Regions from separate parts of the Sus scrofa genome. Here region 1 is linked to region 2. Evidence: chromatin contacts called from public HiChIP or PLAC-seq data. All regions are on one chromosome and are shown on one strand. Each heading gives the region's core, a stretch centred on a gene start, on an enhancer-like site or on the middle of the called end of the contact. The rest is flanking DNA. Distances are from core to core; before and after follow the strand shown.

Region 1 (6,488 bases), core at 339-2,838, 49 kb before region 2:
ACGTGCTACACCCCCCATCCTCAGCCACACACGTCGTGTCCAGAAAACTGGGAAAAGGGGTGACGGGCAGGCAGAGGAAACAGGCGCTGAGACTAAGGCTCTGGAAAGGCGAGAACTCACCTGCAAACAGACAGTCCTTCTCGGCTCTGGACTTCTGGATCACGACGTCGATATCCTTCTGAATTCGCTCTTGCCTTGAACACATCCCCATTAAATAAATCCCTGGAAAAGAAGCAGCCGCTATTTCCACCCCACTCCACCCCCCTCGCACGCTTCCAGCTTTCGTAAATATTCAGTTAAAAATGAAACCTCTGGCCGAGGCAGGGGCTGAAGGCGAAGTGGTTTCGGAAGTGATCCTGGGTGAGAGAGGAGGAGGAGGTGGTGGAGGTGGAGGAGGAGGAGGAGGAGGGGGAGGTCGGCTTTGCATGCCCAGATGTGACCGCCCAGCTGCTGCTTGCCGCTGCTGGATTCCAATTTCCTCCCCTCCTGACAATGGATGGTGATGACACGGAGTCTCACTTTCTCCCTCCCCCGCCCGGACCAACGGCCGTGGGGGGCCGAGGGTGCCGGAGTCGGCCGGAGAGCGATCACCGGCGGGGCGGCGGGCGCCGGCGAGGGGCGAGCCCCGCTCCGCCTCACGCGCACACACCCCTCGCGGCCCTCACGCCGGCCTTCCACACCCGCGCACACTCGCGCCCGCGGGCGGCGGCGGCTGTGCCGAGGCTGCTGCAGCGCCGCCCGCCGCAGACCCTCCCGCGCCCGCCGCGCCCGCCGCCCGGTCACCCAGTCCCGGCCGCGGGGGCTTTAATAGTATCCGCCATCCGGGCGCAGGCTGGATTCCCCAGCACGACCGCCGCTCGCGCCGGGGGCGAGTGGGAACGTCGGTAGTGAAGACTCCCCGGGGCTCCCAGCCTGCCCCCTCTCCTTCCAGCACTTTTATGAATTCGACTCCACTTTCGGAAGGGATTATGAGTCACATGGAAAACCCAAACCCGAGTGGCTGGGAGCGGGGAAAAGGGAAAAGAAATATCGTTTAAAATGGAAAATAAATAAATAAAACGAACAAATCCTTCCTTGTTGCCACATCAGGCAAGATGGAAAAAGCCTTGAAATGACTCCAGACGTACACTCTCCCGTGCCCTGACTGCCAGAGTCTTTTTCTCCCTGATGGAATTAGCTCAGCCCCTTCGGAGCGTCCTTTAGGAAACACAGCCCCTTTTGGGGGACTTCTACTTGCAGAGACTCACCAGTTCTTCCCTCCTCCGTATTTCCGTCCATGAAAAATTGGTAGAATCAACTGGTACGTGCCAGGGTCTCCCTGAAGGATGGATATCTCTTTGGCTTGCTTTAAAAATCCGTGGTTTTGGGTGGGTTTTTTGTTTGTTTGGCCAGTCAGTCACCGGAAAGCTTCTACAATCTTGTTGTCTTATTTAGAAATGAGATACTGCCCTGACCCTCACTTTCTGTTCTGCCTAGGGACACCTTGGGCTGATGTAGCTGTTCTGTCTCTATACTGCCATATGCCCTAGGACAGGCCTCCACCAGCACTTTGCTTGTTGATCTTTTCTCCCCTGGGATGGCCTCCCTGAGCACACCATGTCTCACTCACTTGGTTCTGCATCCCCAGTGCCTGGTGCAGTGTCTGGAATGTAGGAGGCAGGCTGAGGTGTTGGCTGAATATGTGAATGGTCCTGCCTTGCAGCCTTTTTTCTTTATGGATAGTTTAGCTTCAAACCCCTTCTTTATCAGTACAAGTACCCAAGAGTTGTCAAACTGTCTCAGACCCTTAATTGGTACAGTGCTGATGCTGACAGTGACAATGTGTTGTTTAGTAGAAGTAGGAACAACTGTGGTCCTTGAAGGATTCTTAAAGACTCTAGAGAGACAAAAGTAATGAGAGATCATATGCTCCCAACTCTTGCAAAAAGAAAGTTATCTTACAGAAAGAAAACACCAAATGATTTGTCATACAGCCTAGAACACACCATGTTAGTTGTGAATTGTAAGAGGAAACATTCCTCTATGTCACCTGGACCACTGCAGTCTTTGATGTAGGAGAGGCACAGTCACACACCTGAAATGCTTCCTGACCAGGGCAGGACAGGTTCAAGTCCTTCCTGGGGAATGTGGCTTTGTCTATGCCCCTTGGCTACCAAAGGCACTTTCTTCTCTTCTCCAGAACACTGAAAATCGTGTGTACTTCCTCCTTCCATTCTGTGCTCTAACTTGTCTAAAAACTTAAAATCTGTTAACTCACAAGAATTTATTTTCTAGTTGTCTGTCTCCCAGGAGTGCATTCCCAAAGTAGTGCTCTTACTACAAATAAATTTAAAATAGTCTTAAAGCTACCAATTTTTTGTTGCTTTGTTTGGTTTTGGATCACCTCTTGGTTTACTACTCACTCATAAAATAGGCCTTCTTGTAATGTCCTACATTTGATTTTTTTTCAAGCTTCACAGACTGCCCTGTATTTGTTAAACAAAGCTAACCTCACTCTGTTCATGCCCTTAAGGTATGATATATTTAAATGTTTTTAAGTTTTAAGGGATTAGATAAAAAAATAAAAACTAACCCTTCTATCTAGTATGCATTTCTATTAAGTTTCTCTATTAGAGAAAACAAACTATCAAAGCATCAGTGTTCCCATGCTAGATCTTTATGGTAAGATTCTTTAAATTCTGCTCACAGCCAGTATCCCATTTACCCTGTCTCATTTCAAGACTCTTATTTAAACATTTAGATTATTCGTGGTCTTATGAAAAACTATTTGCACCCTTGAGATGAGGTTATATCCCTGCCTTAAACACTTGTGTTTACACGAACACACATACTCATATAGACTCAGGAACATAGTGCTTAGTAAGCCCTTAATCATTTTGTTAAAAAAATATAAATCATTATCCGTGAGGAGAGAGAACTTCTGTGGTATGCCATAGGAATTGGAAATAATTATTATGTGTTGGAAGATAGAATCTAGCTAAAACAGTCCCACTGGTTTAGAAAAATGAACCAAAGCTAACAGATAGAATTTATTAGAAAAAAATATATGTTCCTCACCTATGCTAATAGATTCAACTGCAGAATGCAAGGTAATGGAAATGTGGCATTAAGTTCAATGGTGTGACATGGTTATTAATCAGTTGCATTTACCCAGAATGTATTAGCACAGCCTGATACTGCTCTAAGCGCTTTCCACATATTAACTCATTTAATTCACAAGAATCCTATAGGGAAGCTGTTACTATTATTCTTTCAATTTTACAAAAGAGGAGACTGAGGCACGAAGGGATTAGTTCGCTGTCTAAGGTGGGACCTAGATGGCAATGAACCTTTTCCTCTCTCCAAACTTTCAGCTGTTGAACTGAACTTTAAGGAAAATAAATGTTCAGAAGTCTCACTGCTGAGTAAACTGGCCCTGTTAATGGCAGCAGGCCAGGGTTAAGCCAACAAGAAGCCCTATAATGGATTCTGAAGGAGGCCTGGAGCCTATGGGCTCTCAAAATAGCCTCTTCTAGTGGCAGTTATATTTCCCTTTCCTACACTGAACTTCCTTTCCCAAATGAATTCCAGCCCTCAGTAAAGTCTTAAGTAAAAGCCTGCACTCTGCTCTTCCATAGGAATTAAGAAAAGAGGGTGGGAGCAGGATTAGCAAAGAGAACAGCCCCTTTTCACAAATGCACAGGGGTATCATCAGTAGCAAATGCCCATGGGAATACCCAGCAGACTCGGGACAGCCAGCCATGGAAGCAGTGCTCTGATAATTTGCCTTTGGGGTAGAATCAAAGTGAAAAGGGAGAGAGTGAGTCTGAGGGGTTGCCATGGGAAGGGGTCACCAAGGGCCTTTATGAGGAAGAAGGATTTTGAAAGAAATTGGAAGTCCCTGGAAGGAAAGCAATCTCAAAATTCTTTTCAATTATTAGATTTATATAAATTCTTCTTGCAGTTGCTCTGTAATGGAGAGAAATCCATAAAATTCAAAATCTCTGCTAGGCCCAACTGGCCTCTTCTGAAACAAGTGACTTTGGGCAATTCTTTCTCCATAAAGCAGCTAGTAATTTTGCTTTGAGAGAAACTAATCCTGCTATCTTGACCTCATCTGTTTGGTCTAGCAAGCAAAGTAGGAGCAAACCAAAGCCTTGACAATGGAGAATTTTAGGTGATTTGATGTGAAGTTTGTCTGAATTTGATCTTTACCACACCTGTAATCTGAGGTCAGATGGGGCAGCACAAGGGTAGTATTAAAGGTTTACAGCCCTTTCTAGCAATCTTACTGAACTTAGCTACTACCAAAGCTATAGCGTGAAACCTGAATTGCTCTTTCTAGTTCCAAGGTTCGCTTTAATTTAGTCCCATTTGTCCCTCATTAAACCTTAATTCCTATTTCTACCATAGACACATCCTCCACCCTATTTAGATTAGAAGCTCATTGTCCCATACAAACTCATCCTTCTCAGCTTGCACTCGATCATATTAATTCTACTTTGTTTTAAATACTTCTCCTTTGTTTTTTATTTTTAAAAATTATTTATTTACTTATTTGTCTTTTGTCTTTTTAGGGCCATACCTGTGGAAATGGAAGACCCAGGCTAGGAGCCAAATCAGAGCTACAGCTGCCGGCCTACACCACAGCTCGGGCAACGCCAGATCCTTAACCCACTGAGCAAGTCCAGGGATCGAACCTGCATCCTCACGGATACCAGCCAGGTTCATTAGCCGCTGAGTCACGATGGGAACTCCTGTTTATTTTTTAAAGTGCATAAATACTGCATAAATACATTCTCATGCAAACCATTTAACATGTGTTAGTACAGAGAATAAAATGTGAAAATTCCCATCCATCATACCCCTTATTCCAAAGGGTAACTGGTATTAACAGTTCTACAAGAATCATTCCATTCTTGCGTCCATATATCCACACACAAAAATTCATTGGTGTGTATATATATACATTTTAATTTAAAGGAATCACATAATACACATTGTTTTGCAACTTGATTTTTCCACGGTCTTGGAGAACTTTCTCGGTCAGTGCGAAGAGATCTAGCTCATTTCTTTTAGCTATTGCAGGGAAATTTATTGAATGAATGCACCATCATAGATTTTAGCCATGCCTCTGCAGTCATGATGGGCTTTTCAAAATGTTTTGTGATTAAAACAATTTGCAGTAAATGCACATTTTTATGCAAAGTTTCAGCAGTTTCTTTGGGGAGGATTGTTAGAAGTGGATTGATTGAATCAAGGCAACTGGCAATTTAAAAATTTGATAGGGACAAGCAAATTGCTCTCCAAGTTATCTTATTTATACTCCATCAACTGTTTCTGAGAATACTTAATTCTCTGAAACATTTCCAACAATAGGTACTATCAATCTTTCAATCTTGTTCTAACTGGATGGATGAAAAATATTCACCTTGTTTTTAGTTTTATTTCCCTGATTATCAGTGAGGTCAGGCCTTTTTTTTCAAGTGTCTATTGGCAATTTGTATAGTCTTTTGAGTATACAAATATAATTGAATATGATGGCCTGTCATAATCTTTTCTCTATTTTCCTGCTGGTTTTTCTGGCTTTTTATTATTTTTTCCTATGAGGCCTTTATATCTTCTGGATAGTAATACTTTTCTCTTATAGATACTCTTTATTCAGACAAAAGTTTTAAGTTTTTCTTTATTAAAAATAATAAAAACCTGGAATTCCCGTCGTGGCTCAGTGGTTAATGAATCCGACTAGGAACCATGAGGTTGCAGGTTCTATCCCTGGCCTTGCTCAGTGGGCTAAGGATCTGGCATTGCCATGAGCTGTGGTGTAGGTCGCAGATGCAGCTTGGATCCCGTGTTGCTGTGGCTGAGGTGAAGGCCGGTGGCTACAGCTCCGATTAGACCCCTAGCCTGGGAACCTCCATATACCGTGGGAGCGGGCCAAGAAATGGCAAAAAGACAATAAATAAATAAATAAAATAATAATAATAACCAAAAATGTAAAGCTAACTCCTCCAGACCACATACTATTTTCTTTAAAAAAAAAAACTGTCTTAATTTCTCTAACTTACTAATATTTCCTCTTCCCTAAATTCCCCATTTCTAGACTGTAAGTTCCTTGAGGACAAGAATTAGTTTTACTCATCTTAGTAACCACTATAGAGCTTGCGACAGAGACTGTTTTAATATAATGCAAAGAAGTTTAATGGAAAATTGTTGGATTGACTTGAAGTCTTAATTATTGTCTTTTATTGCTTTGTTTTAAATCCCTTGAAATTTAGATGGTCCCTGTTGCTTATTCTGTTTCCACTGCTCATAAACAGCTCCTGGCACAATGCCAAGTATATGGAGGTACTCAGTACATAGCATTGATTAAATGATTCCACTTTTATGACCTTCGATATTTCATGCTTTCTTCTCAAAAGAGAAGCATTTCCCCAAGAGTGTGCCATGGGATATTAATTTTATATCTTATAAGGAGATCCCCCCCAAGACGGATCCTGATTCAAGTA
Region 2 (6,424 bases), core at 2,530-5,029:
GTGAGATGATAAGAAGCAAAGGAAGGCAAGTGATAAAAGGAACTGAATAATGCTAAAGACTTTGCTACTTTAAAACGAAACTGAAGTGTCTTTCTATTTAGTTAAGATAAAGTTTACTAACATTTCTAATCATGGGAAATTCTTGAATAAATGCATATGGTTTGATAGTTTGAGTGGAAATAAATTAAGTTTTCTTCCTGATTTTATTACAATGTTAGAATTAATGCTAGAATTTTTTTTATTTTATACTATACCCTAATTAATCAGAAGCCTCTAAATGCCCTTGTTGGTTTTATGGTCCAACATAAACGAATATAATAATTACTGTCTTTTAAAAAAGTTTTGTTCTTGGAACTTGAGATAGGGTTACAAATCATTATACCATTTAGGTAAAATCACACACTCCTGGAAAAAACTTTTTAAATTTCATATCCAACAAAATTTTAAAGTAATTATTGTTTCTCTGTAATGTTTCAGCTTAAATTAAATTTTAATATACTACTTAATTTAAGAACTTGTATTAATATTGCATTGAGATAATTCACAAATAATCTCTGGATACACAAGCAAAAATTTTAATATATCAGCATACCTTATTGTTATGATATAGGGTGATGTCAGATAAGAGAATGAGTAGTGTGTACAAATGTCTTTAACTCCTGTTGGTGCACATGTTAATTTTTACTACTTTAAGAAATTAAGTCAGTGTGAATATAGGCAAATGCATGCAAGATAATGTGTTTTCTTTATCAGGGCAAAAAGGAACAATTTTTTTTATAAGTAAAATTGTTATGGTTCTGCCATAATGCCAAATTAAACTTTAAAATACAAATTTGAGAATGTGTAACAATTGGAAAATATCTGAGGGAAGTAAACTTTATTTATGTTACATAATGCTTGCATATAATGAGAATAAACGTGCAAATCAATGTTTAGTATTTTTTTGACTAAGTTGCTTTAATTTTAATGAGTTTATACATAAAATGTAAAGGGCTTTCGAAGCTCTTATTTAGATGATCTAAGAAAAATAATAGTATTTGGGTTTTGTTTTTGATAGTGCGATAAGCCAATCTCTATACTAGCCTGCTCTTAGCAAGAACAGTAAAGTTATTGTCTTTCAGAGAGCAAGCTTCTTCATTTAGTTGAGACACTCAATGTTTTTGCTTTTGCTATGTATTTGAATAATTCTTTAACAAAATCTCATTTTTAATAATCATTTTGTCTTATTGCTTCTAATTATCAGTGTTTCTTACTCTTGTGCTTATTTATGCCTTTAATTATTCATTGTCTTTAGGAGCTTACAACATATATTCATATTTACATCCTCTGATATTTCTTTTCAAATTTATTATTTTTCCCCCCTAGGCTTGGAGTGTTAAAGAGTAAGCCTGAGTCAAGACAGTTGTGACTACTTATCGCACTGAAAGTCTAGTTATTTTTTCAGAAGCCTAGAGCAATTAGAGAGCTTGAGGTCACAAGTATACTTCACATTTAGCACCTCTGCTTTCTTTTTCAGTGCCTTGCTAGATTAGAAATAGCCCTTTGGACACCATTCTTTCACACTCAGGACAATACTGCCACCTGAGGAAATAGAAATTTGTAGCAACACATCTCTATAGTCTTAGAAAGTCTTTCAAGAGGTGCATAAACTAAGCACAGATGATAAATGATACAACATTTGTGGTAAAATAATCAAATTTCCATGTAAGAGTGGAGTGCAGAGTAGTGGACCAGCTTTAAATAACATGACCATTCCCCTTTGATGTCATTTTGGTTAAAAATGGAGTTGAGAAAGGCTTAATTACTTTGCCCTATTTGGAGAGAATTAAGCTGATTAATAGTATGATGCATTTAACTAGATATAGAAAATAGGAACATTTTCTGCATTTTTTATTGTACAGGTAACTACTAATGTTCAGATTGGTTTGGCATAATACAAATTATTTTCTGCCAGAAAGTAAACAATTTGTAAGTCAGAAAATTGTGTCAAATTCTGAAAGACACAAAGGATATCTTTAAGTTTACTATTTATGATTGTTGATTTGAAAATTAACTACTTAAAAACTTTGAGATTTATATACCAAGACTATGAGAATTCTGATACTTATGCAGTGTAACTTACTACATATTGAAAATTCATTCTTCATAAGGAATTGTTTTCAGAACTTCTTGTCTTCCTGTTCCCAGTAAGTAGCTTCATTTTGTGGTCACACAGAGGAACTGAGGTCTAATGTAATTCTTGTAGAATAGCGAACACACAGCTCCTATGACTAATCCCTGGGCAACAATTCTCATGTGAATAAAACAAAGGAACATTTTCTGACCTCTTCTGTTCTTTAACTTGTAAAGGTCATTGGATGCTACAGTCACAAAGCTGGGAACCCTCTGGGGACAAAGGGGAAGCTCTAGATTTCCTGGTCATTTGGGATAATTTGCTTTTCTCTTCATTTGCAGAATAACTGTCATCTGAAGACTCTTTTCTTTTTTTTTCAAAGAAGTGTCCCACCACCTGCTGCCTGTGTTCAGAGACCCACACATAAACACAGCCTAAAGTAGGGACACATTTACATGAACTTTCCCCCTCATTGATACTGGGAAAGCCCAGACCCACAGACCCTCTGGGGGAGTGTCTGGCTGCTATTGTCCAAGGTTTCTACTACCTCTGCTGGAAAATCACTGGTGGTGACACCTGGAACCAAACTTAGGGCTTTAGAAGAAGATGCATTTACTTAATTCTGCCCTTCACAGATGAACTCTCAGCTTAAGCTCCAGTACCTGATCCCTAGACAGACATTCAAGGGGAAAGTGGGCCAGGGGTAAAAGAGCCTGGGGTGGAATTGCAGGGGACTAGGTGAGACTCTTGTCCTTTTAGAAGATGTGCTTTCCCAGTGTGGATCCATCGCAGCTGGGATGCTGAACTGAGTTGGGAGCCCACATGAGATTCCTGATGTCAGGGTCCTTCACCCTGCAAACTCTATTGTCGATACTCTTTTTGAGACCACTTTTCCAAAATTTAACCCTCCAACTCAAAATGGTAAAACTATCAAGATGTCTTTTCTGCATACAATATTTTTAGGTTTCCTAGATAACCACTGGACAGCCCCAAAGCTCTGCTTTCTAGCCATATGCAAGAAGAAATAAGAAATAAAGATCATATTTTTGCATTGTCCATATTCTTAATTAGCACAATATTTTAGTGGGAGTTGTTCTGCTTTTCAAGCTCACAATATAAGAAAACCTAATTTTGAATAGTCCTAGATTACTTAACTGCAATAATTATGCATGATTTATTACGGCTATGTTGCAATAATTATGTACTTTTCAGATTGGATAAAGACATATTTATGGTCATGTGCAAAGACTGGTACAATACATATCCACCAATTAATTTTTTTTAAAATAGTCATATCAACTGGTGCCAATGATAATATATATTTTATGGGGTGAATTTAAAGGGCCTATAGATATATCAGAATTCTCCAACTGTCCTTACAATGCTTGTTCCTTTATAGTATTCGCTGATAAAAGTTTTCTTAAATGAATATGTATTACACCTCAAAAGAGAATTTCATTCTCTTCCATTGTGATATTGCTTGCTACAACACCAAATAAGCCAGGCCTTTCAGTCTGTTATCAACATCTCTTTTCTCTTTAAAACAAACCTAAAGGCCTCTAGAAGCAATATCAAAAGAACTTCAGTAAGAAATGCACCAGACACTGTAGATATTCTTGATACCACAGGAAATTGACTCATGGATGTTGCCCTCCCGAATGAGCTGACCTTCTCATAAACAATATTCTGACTATACCAAGTGAATGAGTCAGGATTTCCAAAACTTGTAATGTAGAAGCAGATGAATTCATGAAGGTAGACTGCATAGCTCAAGACAAGTAAAAGAAGTAATTGCTTGGGACTAAAGAGACTTAATAAAGCGATTTAATTGGGGTTAATTTAATTTTCTATTTTAATGAGCATGAAAGAAACCCCTTTTCTTTCTTCTGAATCTATTTCTAACCCTCGATTTAAGAGACTAAATGTGCAGAAACTAAATGGAGCATTCTGACTCTGAGTCCTCAATGTTGAGAAAAAAGTACCTTACGAAAGTTCTTCATACAGAATTGAAACTTGTAAGTTGCTAAGAAAAAAATACAAATAATGATTTTGTAAAAAATTATAATGTGCAACATTTGGCTTTGTCTATTAAAACATTCATAAATCGGTTATAATGGTTAAACCTTATACAAAATTACTTCTCCTCCCCCCAAATTACTTTTAATAAAGACCTTTATGTTTCATGATAGTGCAGTTATTTGTGTTGGTTCCATAAGAACTGGTCTTCTTTTCTACACGAATATCATTGGAAAAATCAAGTTTTTACTATTACTGTGCTACAAATTCCATTTAATTAGATGACAGATCCAATAATAAACACAAGTTCTATGTTTTGCATGCAGAAGTGATCCCTACAACATTCTTCAGGAACCTGACCTGATACTTGCTTATGAACTTGGGACTCTTAGCCCTAGAGGTCGGAAAGAATGTCACTTCTTGGCAGGGCAGAACAGTGAGAAATTTGGTTATCTTTTATAAAAAGGACACACTTAATATTACAAATATTGTAGATGAAATCAGGCGGGATGAATTGGATGGGCTAGTTTGCTCTCAACTGAGCTAATAAACATATAAAAATAAATGAAAATCATAGGGCTTTACAAACCTAATGACAGAAGTGAACTCTTGAATCATAGTATCATATTATTCAATTTAAAAAAAACAAAGAAGTAATTATCTATTGATCAATGTTTCTTGTTACATCTATGCAAATTAAATGGAGTCAAAGTAAAATATAAAATCAATAATACTGATTGAGAAAATTGTTAAGCAAATGCAGGTAGACAAATATGTCCTATAGGGGAGAAAACTTGACCACAAGGAGGACTGTAAAAGCAGAAGTGACACCTGGCACTGCCACTGTTGTAAGCACATGTATCACATCCCACCAGTGAAGAAAGAAAAAGAAAAAAACCCCCTCACACTTCACTATGATATAAATAATAAAAATAAAAGTCACTGTCTAGTTTTAGTCACTGAGTATTTCTTTAAAGTTGCTAACTTCTTGATGAAGACGACTCTATAGTTGACCTCTGCAATGCTATTGTTTAAAGAAATGTCATGAACTTTGTGAATATGGTAACCATGATAAAATTGGTTGATTTAGGGCATTCCCATTGGGGTTCAGTAGGTTATGAAGTCGACTGGAATCCACGAGGGTGTGGGTTCAATCCCTAGCCTCACTCAATGGGTTAAGGATCTGGTGTTGCCTTGAGCTGTGGTGTATGTCGCAGATGTGGCTCAGATCTGGCGTTGCTGTGGCTGTGGTATAGGCTGGCTCTGATTTAACACCTAGCCTGGGATCTTCCATATGCTGCAGATGCAGCCCTTAAAAGAAAAAAATAAAATCCTGATTTCTACCATGAATACACAAATGTGAGCTTGATAATCTTCATAATATTGTTTGTTTGCTTTAAAATACTCATTCTGTATTTTAATTTGTTGGGCTGGCTCTTCTGAAGTCTGACTTTCTCACATTTCTTTGCAAGTAAATGCCGCCTTCTATGTGTTTCCATATGCTTTTGTTTCTGAGCCTTCTTTTCATGCACCATACACACAAATCAGTAGGTGATGGAACCTGCAGCTATATTTGGGATTTTATGCTTCACTGTTCACTTTCAGAGGAAGAGAATATTTTTTTTCTAGTCTTCCTAACAAAGGACCTGAAATTCACCCAGAACCAATAAATGTCCTTTATATTTACCTTTACTTTTGGCAAGAAAGATTTAAATATTTCTAGCTCATTATTTCAGAACTCAATATTATTTCACTGCTAACCCTGATCTAATCTATGTTCTTATGTTGTCTTATGCCCCTATAATTGATTCAGTGACTCAGCAAGAGGCTTAATTTCTTAACAACTTGGGCCATGTGTTAGTTTTGTTATATCTCAGCCATTTTTCCCAGTAGTTTTGTACCACACCTCTGCCTGTCCACCTTCTATTTACTAACACAATTTCTAACACAATTCAAGTCAGTTTTACTCTTTGAAATACCTAATTTTAGGCCCTGCACAGATAGTTTGCCTGGGTTTGCACTGGTTTTTGGTTGTTAACATCCTTGGATTCTGAAAACATCATCTAAACTCTCCATCACCTCCAGCCAGGCCTATTCTCCCTGAGTCTGCTTTATAAGTACAGATTTCATTTCAAGTTCCAACTTCTTCACATCTAGTCCATTTCATGACAGTTAGAGAAGGTGTGCACTAATGTATGACAAATGGTAATTTAGGAGAGAAAACTGTTAATTCAGGGGGAGTTCAGGGAAAGCATTTTGAAGCAGAGTCAAGTAAGATCAGTTCTGATGATAGAT

What was found. HiChIP or PLAC-seq counts read pairs in DNA pulled down with a chosen protein or histone mark.
Region 1: an H3K27ac HiChIP or PLAC-seq map of alveolar macrophages shows a contact between it and region 2. The contact joins the promoter of PARP8 here to the enhancer-like site in region 2. A contact is called at or near these places in 2 of 5 promoter capture datasets (fetal skeletal muscle and liver), 6 of 47 Hi-C or Micro-C datasets (adipocytes, alveolar macrophages, embryonic fibroblasts and 2 more) and 1 of 2 datasets of contacts at active chromatin or transcription factors (alveolar macrophages).

What each region holds. Positions count from the first base shown.
Region 1 is chr16:30,299,900-30,306,387 of Sscrofa11.1, reverse strand. It overlaps PARP8 (poly [ADP-ribose] polymerase 8), which reads right to left and starts at 1,588. Exons shown (of 27, transcript XM_021076746.1): 1 at 1,248-1,588; 2 at 121-222. The coding sequence starts at 1,278.
Region 2 is chr16:30,253,291-30,259,714 of Sscrofa11.1, reverse strand. The region is part of intron 1 of LOC106506480 (a long non-coding RNA gene); the gene reads left to right. Among named protein-coding and RNA genes, the nearest start is that of PARP8, 48 kb to the left of the region's middle. Within about 2 kb of position 3,779, at least 5 of the 83 cell types and tissues checked have an H3K27ac peak or open chromatin away from gene starts, as enhancers often do. A contact at or near this core is called in alveolar macrophages and embryonic fibroblasts, where this site is marked.